Linked DNA regions of Gossypium hirsutum: region 1 is linked to region 2. A link is a contact called in public Hi-C data. All regions are on one chromosome and are shown on one strand. Each heading gives the region's core, a stretch centred on a gene start, on an enhancer-like site or on the middle of the called end of the contact. The rest is flanking DNA. Distances are from core to core; before and after follow the strand shown. Region 1 holds the start of LOC107893860 (glutamate receptor 3.7). Region 2 holds the start of LOC107943265 (septum-promoting GTP-binding protein 1).

Evidence for each region. Hi-C and Micro-C count contacts between places; a contact is called where the count stands out from the background.
Region 1: a Hi-C map of leaf shows a contact between it and region 2, with 1.9 times the contacts expected there. The contact joins the promoter of LOC107893860 here to the promoter of LOC107943265 in region 2. A contact is called at or near these places in 4 of 34 Hi-C or Micro-C datasets (all in leaf).

What each region holds. Positions count from the first base shown.
Region 1 is chrA13:55,222,233-55,227,101 of Gossypium_hirsutum_v2.1, reverse strand. LOC107893860 (glutamate receptor 3.7) reads left to right here and starts at 3,571. Exons shown (of 6, transcript XM_016818998.2): 1 at 3,571-4,418. The coding sequence starts at 4,160.
Region 2 is chrA13:54,856,475-54,861,717 of Gossypium_hirsutum_v2.1, reverse strand. It overlaps LOC107943265 (septum-promoting GTP-binding protein 1), which reads left to right and starts at 3,549. Exons shown (of 6, transcript XM_016877013.2): 1 at 3,549-3,970; 2 at 4,058-4,184; 3 at 4,287-4,368; 4 at 4,532-4,571; 5 at 4,667-4,750. The coding sequence starts at 3,662.

The DNA.
Region 1 (4,869 bases), core at 2,322-4,821, 370 kb before region 2:
ATACCTCTAAAATAGTAGCAAAATCAATAATAAAACAAGAGTTATACAATATCCAAACAATAAGAACAAAATAGTATGAATATAATATCAAATTGGCAATAAACAACAGCAAAAAAATGTAGACAAATTCGGGTCGCGTACGAGCTAAAAAAATCTTACCTGATGTCAACCCATTTAAAAAACGGGTCTTATTTTTTTGTCTAAACTAAATTTTTGAGTTTACATTTTTACTTAAATTCTCTTACTTTTTGAAAAGATCTCCAAGCCTGAACAGATTACTCTTCGTAGTGATAAATTATAATCTAAGCGCACTGCAACAATCTTACAAGTTCCATCCATGCAGTCGCCATTTTGCTTGCATTTGTTTTTAAATTAGGCTTCTAGCCATGTAAAAACCGTATTTACTTTGATAGATCCGAATCAAGTCTTCTTATGAGTGAAGGATTGCATCTAATTAATTTAGATGAAAAGAAATCTTTTTGTACAAAAACAAAAGCAAAGTAAATTGGATGCACACAAAGAATCAACCTAATTGGATGCTAAAGTTAAGAGGAATAAAACTTCACTTTAATATTAAGCAACAAAATTCAAAAGAATAGTGAAAAGGAAGACCTTTCCAGTTAAAGTTATCCATTATTAAATTTTTCTTGATTTTAATAATTTAATTTGAAAAATGTTGTCGATTTAAATTTTAATATATTGAATTAAAAAATTTGTTAAGGAGTGATTATTTTATATAAAAATCAGAGAAATGTAAGGTTTAAGTTTCGCCATCTATTTCAATGTTAAGATTACCAAAAATTGTATAAATTAAAATTAATATATTTATATTTAATAGTATTTTTTGCTATTTGAATTTTAATTTGATTAATATCAGTGTTGTTGTTAGTATAAAAAGACATAATGGTTCTAGGGATTATACAAAAAAATATATCTTGTTAAAAAATATAATGATTAGATTTATTTTTAATGATTTTTAAAATTATTTACAAATTTATTAATAATACATTTTAATAAGGTAAACTACATTGGAGGTCACTCTAAAATGGTCTCATTTCTATTTTGGCCATTTTAATTTATTTTTGTTAATTTAGTCACTTTCATTAGAAAAATTGACAAAAATGACTACTCAGCTATGAAAGCCTTAACCGATTGTTGATTGGGCCTAAATAAAGGAAAAATTATTCTTTTAGTCCATTTAAAATTAACACCGTTGCTATACTCAAGAAGTTTTAATTTTTTTATGCTTATTTCTGACGTGGCCACCATCTCCACTCCTTCGTCTTTCACCCAAACAAAAAAACTTTGTCATGGCTTTTGTCCTAAAAAACACATCATCATTGGTTTAGTACATTCCTCTTCATTCACTATTGATGTCGTTGTTGACTTTGGATTGGATTTCGGTACCTTGACCATGGCCGAGAGTTTTCTTCTACTTCTATGGTATTACAGCCGAGAGATGTTATGGATAAATGCCACGTGTGCAAATCTTACAGTTGTTTGGGGTGCAACCTTTTCTTGCAAAGTCAACAAAAAGACAAAAATGGAGTTGGGGCTACTAATAAAACTAAAACTAAACATTTATTTTTATTAATTATTCAGATGCAGGTTTTTTTGCTCATTGTTACTCGTCTCTCCCATAACTTCCTACTTTTATAAAAAATGGTAAGTCACGAAGTCGTCATTACTTACAATTGCGGTTGCTGAAGATACTGCAGCCTATATGTCAATTAGTAAAGTGTTCTTTACTACTACAGCTTCGTATTTGTACTGTTTAGATGATTGGTTTTGAAGTAATGTTAGTTTCATCCAAGGTTAAAAGGATACACTAACCTCTCAAAGTTGTGTATATTATTGTTCTTTTCTTTTTTTAGTTTGATTTAAGTGGAATGTAATTATTGTATAGTTTCAATGTTTGGGTTAACAAAAGACTTTGAATTTTAAAAAAAATACACTTAATACATATATTTTTGTGTGAAGAGTTATCATCTTTTCATAAACTATGACGAGATAAGAGGAAGAAACAAAGGAGATAATGGGGGAAGACAGTAGTGGAAGCATATCAGAGGTTGGATCATGCATTTTTTGATGTTAGTTAATATAGTTTTTTATGGAGATTTAATGGATTAACTTAAAATTTTGTAATTTATAAGGGAACTGAAAGAATAATTTCTCCTTTTTTCTAGTCCAATCAACCATTTATTAAGTTGTCAAGGGTTTAATGGCTAAATAATTATTTTGGTCATTTTTTTTAACAACAATAAAGAATAATATAGAAACCTTAACACAATTGCGAATTAGAATGTGTCAATAAAGTTAATAATAGGTACAATATGCTACACAATTTTATTAAATGTAAAATAAAATCTTATCTATTAATTCTGTTTTTATAAACAAATATAAAATGAAATTATTCATTTATTTGAAAAAAAATCCATTACCAAATAAACAAGGTATATGAAAGTGTATTGAATAATGTGAATAAGAATGGATGGATAGAGTTTGTAATGGCTAGAATTTACATGATTTTATTAAATTTTAAAATAGAAATCTTATCTATGCATTTTCCCTCAACTCCTATGCACTATTGCCACCATGCAACAACCCTCACCCATCATTCATCATCTACCTTTCTAACCTCTCACCTGACTCAAAATCAACTCCAAAATACTTTGAAATCTCAATATCCACAACACCCCTAATACTCGATGCTCATAAAAACACTCAATAAACCATGAACCATCAAGATAAAATAATAATAATAAACATCATCAACAACAACAACAAAAAAGAAACAAGAACTCAATTTGGCTTGGTTCGGTTTAGGTGGTTTGGGTTCATCTCTTGGCCATCTCACATGCTGACAAGGGGAGGAAAAGGAGGCCTAGAAATGTTAGTGGTGGGAAAAGACGACCTGAACAATGGTGCAACCATCCAAGAAGTAGCAACAATTGGCAGCTCTGACAACGCAATAGTGGACAACAACTAGGGTTTTTTGAAAAAAGAAAAAAGGAAAGAAAAGAAGAGGAGAGAAAAAAAAAATAGAGGAAGTGAAAGAATAAGTAGAAAGGAGACCGCCGGTGGCGCCAGTGGTCGGTGAGGGTGAATTGAAGATGTGTGCGTATTGTGGAGAGTGAAACTTGATAGAATTTATTGTTGTTATTTTAATAAATTTATTATATGGATAATATGAAATTTTATATCAATTTTTTGACTTGTAAAGAAAGTAATTAAAAAATTTAATTTTATAAAATTAAATTATTAAATAAAAAAATTAATAATTAGTTCATCAAAATAAAGCGAAAAGAATAATTATACTTACCCTTTTCAATTGGATCCTCATTTAAAAAAAATACTTTTAGTAGTTAGAGCAAAATATTTTTTAAGCTGATAGGTGGGATTTAAAAAATTATTTATGAAAAATTAAAACAAAAAAAAATTAGAATAAGATTCTATGATTCCAAGCGTGTGAATCACGCACCTTTGTGCACGTAGAAACGAAACTTTCTTATTCTTTCATTAAAAAATAATGTACACTAGTGCATGCAATGCAAGTAGTAGTAATAAATGATAAATCTATCTCTTTCCTAAATAAAGTCTTAATTTCTTTTTCTGAGCCAAATAAAATTAGCAGTTCATTCATTGAATTTATTGTCTATCAATTATTCAAAGAAAAGTATAGTATTCTGTTTTGCTCGATATGCCTCTAAGAAGTTCAATTACCAGATGCCCTACTTCACTGTTTGTTTTAAACATGACTTCCACAAGTTCCAAATTCCATGTCTAAATCACATTTTTCTTACTTCCAATTTACTACTTTGCAGCCATGAACTTTAGTACCATTTTAGCTAATAGGTGTAGGCAAATAGTATGGTAGCTTTAACGCTCTTGACTCTTCCCTTCCAGACTCCCAAGTTTTTTTTCTTAATTATTATTTAAGTTTAAATTTTATTTTTCAGGTTGAGGTTGAGTTTTCTTATTGATTTTATAATCTAGGTATTAGTAAAAAAATCATGCTTGGCTTTCTGTTATTAAGATTTCTTAACCCCATGAATTCCTGACTGTAGACAAAGGCTAACTCTTTAAACAGATTAAGGGCAAAAAAAGGGGGAGAGAGGCTCATTTTCATTCAAGTTGTTGGTTCTGATAGCTTTCAACAATGAAAAATCTTGGGTTTTCTTGGTTTTTTTGTTTGATGATATGGGTGTCCCTTAATTGTCTTGTGAGTTGTCAGAAGCCTGGTGTTGTAAATGTTGGTGCTGTTTTCACTTTTGATTCTGTTATTGGTAGAGTTGCAAAGGCAGCAATGGAAGCTGCAATCTCTGATATCAATGCTACTCCCACTATTCTGAATGAAACCCGTCTTAATTTGATTGAGGCTGATGCTAATTGCAATGCCTTCTTGGGTTCTATTGAAGGTAACTTGAATTCTGTTCCTTCATTCTTCCTTTTTTGCTTCTTAAAACTGTTATAATACACGGTTAATTTTAGCAGTTTTTTTTTTTTTTTTGTAATCACAATTTTAGTGAATATTTTGGATGGTGGGAAAAGTTATGATGTCTAATTCAGTTTTACTGTATATCTTCCTCCTTATGCTCTCTGTTCTAGGTTAACATGAATTTGTTTCTAGCTTTCCTTCGATTATATTCTAGCTTGATCATAATGAAATTGCTAAGCTTTTTAATCCTTCAGTGAGCTCAGATAGATGCCATATCTCTCTTGATCTTATGCTTTCTATGTGGTGTGATTTCCATATCTGGCAAAACGTCCCTTTGAGTCATGATATTCCTTCAAAAATTTTACTGCTAAGAATATTAAACAAAAACTAAAGTTGTTCTAAAACAGATTGAATCTTTGTTTTTTTGTCAG
Region 2 (5,243 bases), core at 2,300-4,799:
AATTTCAAAAATTTATGGTGAATTTCAAAAGTTACACTACTGAAGGCCATATTTATTCATTTACCACTATTATTCACTAAATCCATACAATATCATTTCATCCTTACATTTACAATTTCAAAATGACACACACATAAGACATCTTAGGTACATGCCATTACCAATAATTAACACACTTTACCTTAATGAATTCGGAATCGAACTGGGATGCTGATTCAACGTTCTATCTTTACTAAACCATAAAAATTCTATACAAGTCATATATCTCAATTCACATTTCAATTCATCAAGTGGCATCAATTATCATCCATTTGAACTTCACTCATTTCATGAACCTTTTGGTTCATATTTTCAATCTCATATCTCAATTTCAATTCTCAATTCAATTTCTCATTTCATTCCAATAGCTCAATCAATCAAATTCACTCGATTTATCTTTTCACTTATTTACCCCTATTAACAAGACTCGGACTCTGATAGATACGCGGATTCCTCCCAAACAAACCAGAATTTCCAACCCAAACACACCCGGAATATTATAAATCCTCCATAACACACCAGTATATCATATCCTCCCAAACACACCAATAAGGCATTAAATGCCTCTTCTGATAAATCGAAGTATATAATAACAGAAACATCTTCTCGGCCGAACTACAATCTCCTCATCACATCACAAATCCAATGGCATGCCATTTGTATCCAATCTGGTCCGATACTATTAATAGGGTATTTGATTCACTTTCTCAATTTAATAAATCTTTCATCAATATACCATTCTAATAATCACATATTTTCACACATTTTCACAATTTCATACATTTTCATTCAATTCAACAAATATATTTCAATTATTCACATTAATTCATAATCCAATACAACTCAATTCACTTTTCAATATCAAATATTCAATTATCACAAATCTCATATATTCATATCAATTCCCTCATATTTCCAATCAATATAATTTTTCAATATAACATTCATTCAATATTCAAATTTTTACATAGATCATATATATATTATAATTTCAATCAATATAAATTCAATCAAAATGATTTCAATCAATATAAATTTGATAAATTCATCACATACCAAAATCAATCCATTTCACTAGTAAAACATCATAATTCTAACACTAACAATTGTCATATGTATATAAATATAACAAATAATAACTAGGTTCGGATTATAGAAATACAAACCGTATTTTTCGAGCTTTTCCAAGCTTTTCCTCGTCGACTTTGCTATTTCCTTACTTAGCCGAAACTTCTTGAGACAACATTAGCAAATTAACTTTGAACCTTGAAACCCCAAATTTTCCTTTTTCTTTTTCTTTCTTTCTTTCTCCCCTGTTTCTTCTCTGTTTCGTTTCCACATTCTGTTTCTTTTCCTTTATTTCCTTTTTATTTACTTTACTTTTAATAATATATAATATACTTATATAATAAGCAAACATATATATGTATTACAAGTGTATGTATATCATTGGTACACATAAAATTTTTTTTTACCACACACTTGTCTTACTTTTATTCATTTTATAATATAATATCAATTTAAATAATAATAACAATAACAATAATAATTAAATATAAAACTATAATAAATAATAATAATAATTTAATATATATTTTAACACATAAAAATCTCAGATTTTTATGTTTATACCGCATCACTTAGGACAAATGGCATAATTGTCATTTTGGTCCTCTTCATTTTCTTTTAATCTACAATTCAACTTTCATCATTTATTCAATTTAGACATTTTTCCTAATTACTCTTAATTAAGTTAAATTTACTTAATTAAACTCTAATTAACCACTCATTTTACTTCGTAAATATTTTTAATAAAATTTACAAATCCGTTTTTAAAAAACGGAGACCCGAAAATACACTATTTCGGTAACAGTAAAATTCGAGTTATTACATTATTTATGTACGAATTTACTCGAAGTGTCGATCTCACTATCCATAGTACCAATTTTCCATTCATAGTATAATAAGACATAACTCAAATATCAAATCAGCTTTTAAGAATTTACATAACATATATCACTTGTCATGTATCTTCATTTTCTTGTATTTCATGTAACATTCTTTCATGTTATATTTCCACATCATAAACACCATTCCATCAACTTTTCCAATATATTAAAATATATGCAATAATAGTAAGAAATATAATTCAAACATAACATTGCATTATTATTATCATACGAACTTACCTCGATCCAGAAACAGTAACTTACCATTTTAGTCCATAACATTGTATTTTCCCGATTTAAGCCCGAATCTCGATTTCCTTCATCTATAATATCACAATTAGCCTAATAATTAGTCACACTATTCATACGGGTCCAAAAATCATATTTTTAAAAATTTTCATTTTGACCCCTAAACTTTTGCATATTTTCACTTTTTCCCCAAGGTTCGAAAATTAAACTTCATCCTATTTTCTTATGTTTTATGACATGCTGATCATTTTTCCCTTCTATGGCAACATCAAATTCTCACTCTAACATGTACTTATGACTATTAGGTATTTTTACCGATTAAGCCCTTTTGCTCGTTTTCACTTAAAACCGAGTAGCACAAGTTGTCTAACATAATTTAAAACCTCATATTCTATCATAAAACACCAAAATACACAAATTTCACCTATGGTTATTTTTCCAAATATGAACCCTAGGTTGAATTATTGCTAGCATAAGCTAAATCAAGTTCCCGGGACTCCAAAAACGTAAAAATCATTAAAAACGAGGCTAGAATGGACTTACAATCGAGCTTGGAAGCTTGGAAACCCTAGCCATGGAGTCTCCCTTGGTATACACGTCCATGGTGAAGAAGATGAGCAAAATTGGCTTTTAATTTTGTATTTTAATTCATTTTACCCTTAAATGACCAAAATGCCCTTACTACTAAACTTTCCAAAAATTCCATTCATGTCCAATATTTGTCCATAAACTTTGAAATTGGTCAAATTGCTATTTAAGACCTCCTAATTAATATTTCAAAGCAATTTCATACTAGAAACTTCTAGAATGCAAGTTTTACAACTTATTTAATTTAGTCCCTAACTTCAAATTAAGCACTTTATGCATAGAATTTCTTCACGAAATTTTCACACAATCATGCAATCATATCATAGACCTTAAAATAATCATAAAATAATTATTTCTATCTCGAATTTATGGTCACGAAACTACTATTCCGATTAGGCCCTAATTTGGGATATTACAAAAGGAAAGTTATTATGACAAAAACGTGAAAAGTGAAAGCTCCAAAATTGTATCTTTTTTAGGTATGTATTTATTTAAAAATAAACTTAAGATTTCAAAATTTGAAAGAGGATGAAGGTTGTAGGGTGTTTCTGCATAAAATAATAAAAGAAAGTTACCGAAATAACCCTAGCCGGCAATTTGGACTAGAACCGAAATTATTGTCCACAACACGGTCAACTGTCCCGTTAAACTAGTCGTTTTCGTAGCTAAAAAGTCTCGTCGTAACTGAAATTTAAAGGCTCACGTCCCAAAAATATACAATATAATTTTAAAAAAGATATATCCTGCCAGCCTTCTTTTTTTCTTTTATTGTTTTTCATCGACACAAATTTATTTGTTTCCGTTTGAAGCCAGATCATTATCATCTCATCATCATCATGACCCAATTTTGCCCCAAAATGGTTAAACTCAACCTTAGACGCAGATTTCAGCGTCGCGTTTTGATTTTGCGACGCTGCATTCATTGCTTTTGGGACCGCTTCCTCATGTGCTCCCTAGGGAAGCCCATTAAGACTCGGTATCGAATGTTATCCTCCACCTCCTCCTCCGTGCATCCACCGCCTTCCGCCTCCGTACATCCTCCTCCTGTTTGTCACCATGGCCGTCATGACCATAAGGACTCGGATTTGGTTCCATTGAAGATCAGTCTCTTGGGTGATTCTCAAATTGGAAAAACTAGTTTTCTGGTTAGCCCCATTACCTTAATCTATTTTTACTTAAAGAATTTAATTGAATACCCTATTCAAATGCATATTTTGCCGTGGTTTTTGAAGATGAAATACATTGGAGATGAGAATGATGATGAACAAGAAGACAGTCAAGAGAAAGGGTTGAATTTGATGGATAAAACATTTTTTGTGAGTGGAGCAAGAATTTATTACAGCATCTGGGAAGTTGATGGTAATCCATTTCTTTTCTTTCAAAAAATTTCATGCTTTCCCTTTTACTTTTGCTTTTATGGCACCAACAATCTATTCATTTTCTTTTCCGATTGAAAAACAGGGGTTGAGAAATTTCAGGATCATCTTCCCCTGGCTTGCAAAGACTCTGTAGCAATCCTTTTCATGTTTGATCTAACAAGCAGGTGTACTTTAAACAAGTGTGTACTCATATTATCCATTCCTATATCTCTATTTCAGTCGACAATGAGAATGAATTATTGTAATATTGCTTAATGTCTGCCCCTGCCACTTCAAAATTTGGGTAATATTCTAATTCAAATGGGGGTCTTTTTTCTGTTGTTGCAGTGTCATAAGCTGGTATCAAGAAGCCAGGAAATGGAATCAGGTATTCACTTTCATTGCTTCTGTTCCAGGTTTAAAGATTTGTCACTATATGTTTGACGAAATGTCTCATTCTTATGAAAAACTTCGATTGTGCAGACAGCAATACTGATTATGATAGGAACCAAATTCGATGATTTCATTCAACTTCCGATAGATCTGCAGTGGACAATTGCTAGTCAGGTAAACTTTTACACAGTTCTTGTTGAACCTTTGAATCATTAGCCAAAATGTCCAAAAACATATTCCACTTGCTTTGGACAATTTTCAAACAACAAAATCAATGTTTTATAATTAAAATTGGAGAACAAATGAAGTAAATCAAGGGAAGAAAACACCCCATTTTTATGGAGATTGTTGTCTCTCACCCTTCACCAAATCCTGTCATCTAAATTTGATTAATTTGATTGCAAGTGTTAAGATATTCAGCATACTGGTATAAGTACCATGGAGGCCCTCGTATTAGGATTCGGATTGAACTTGGCCCCTCTACTAAAAAAAAATGAGCAAATTAGTCCTTGTACATAAGATTAAAGAACAAATTGGTCCTCTATTTAAAAGTTTCATTCATTTCTATGGTTAAAAACTGGTCTTTGTATCTTAACATGAGGTACATGTGGCATGCCATGTGCAATTGTCTGGTTATTCGGTAAGCTATATCAGTTTTTAACAGTAT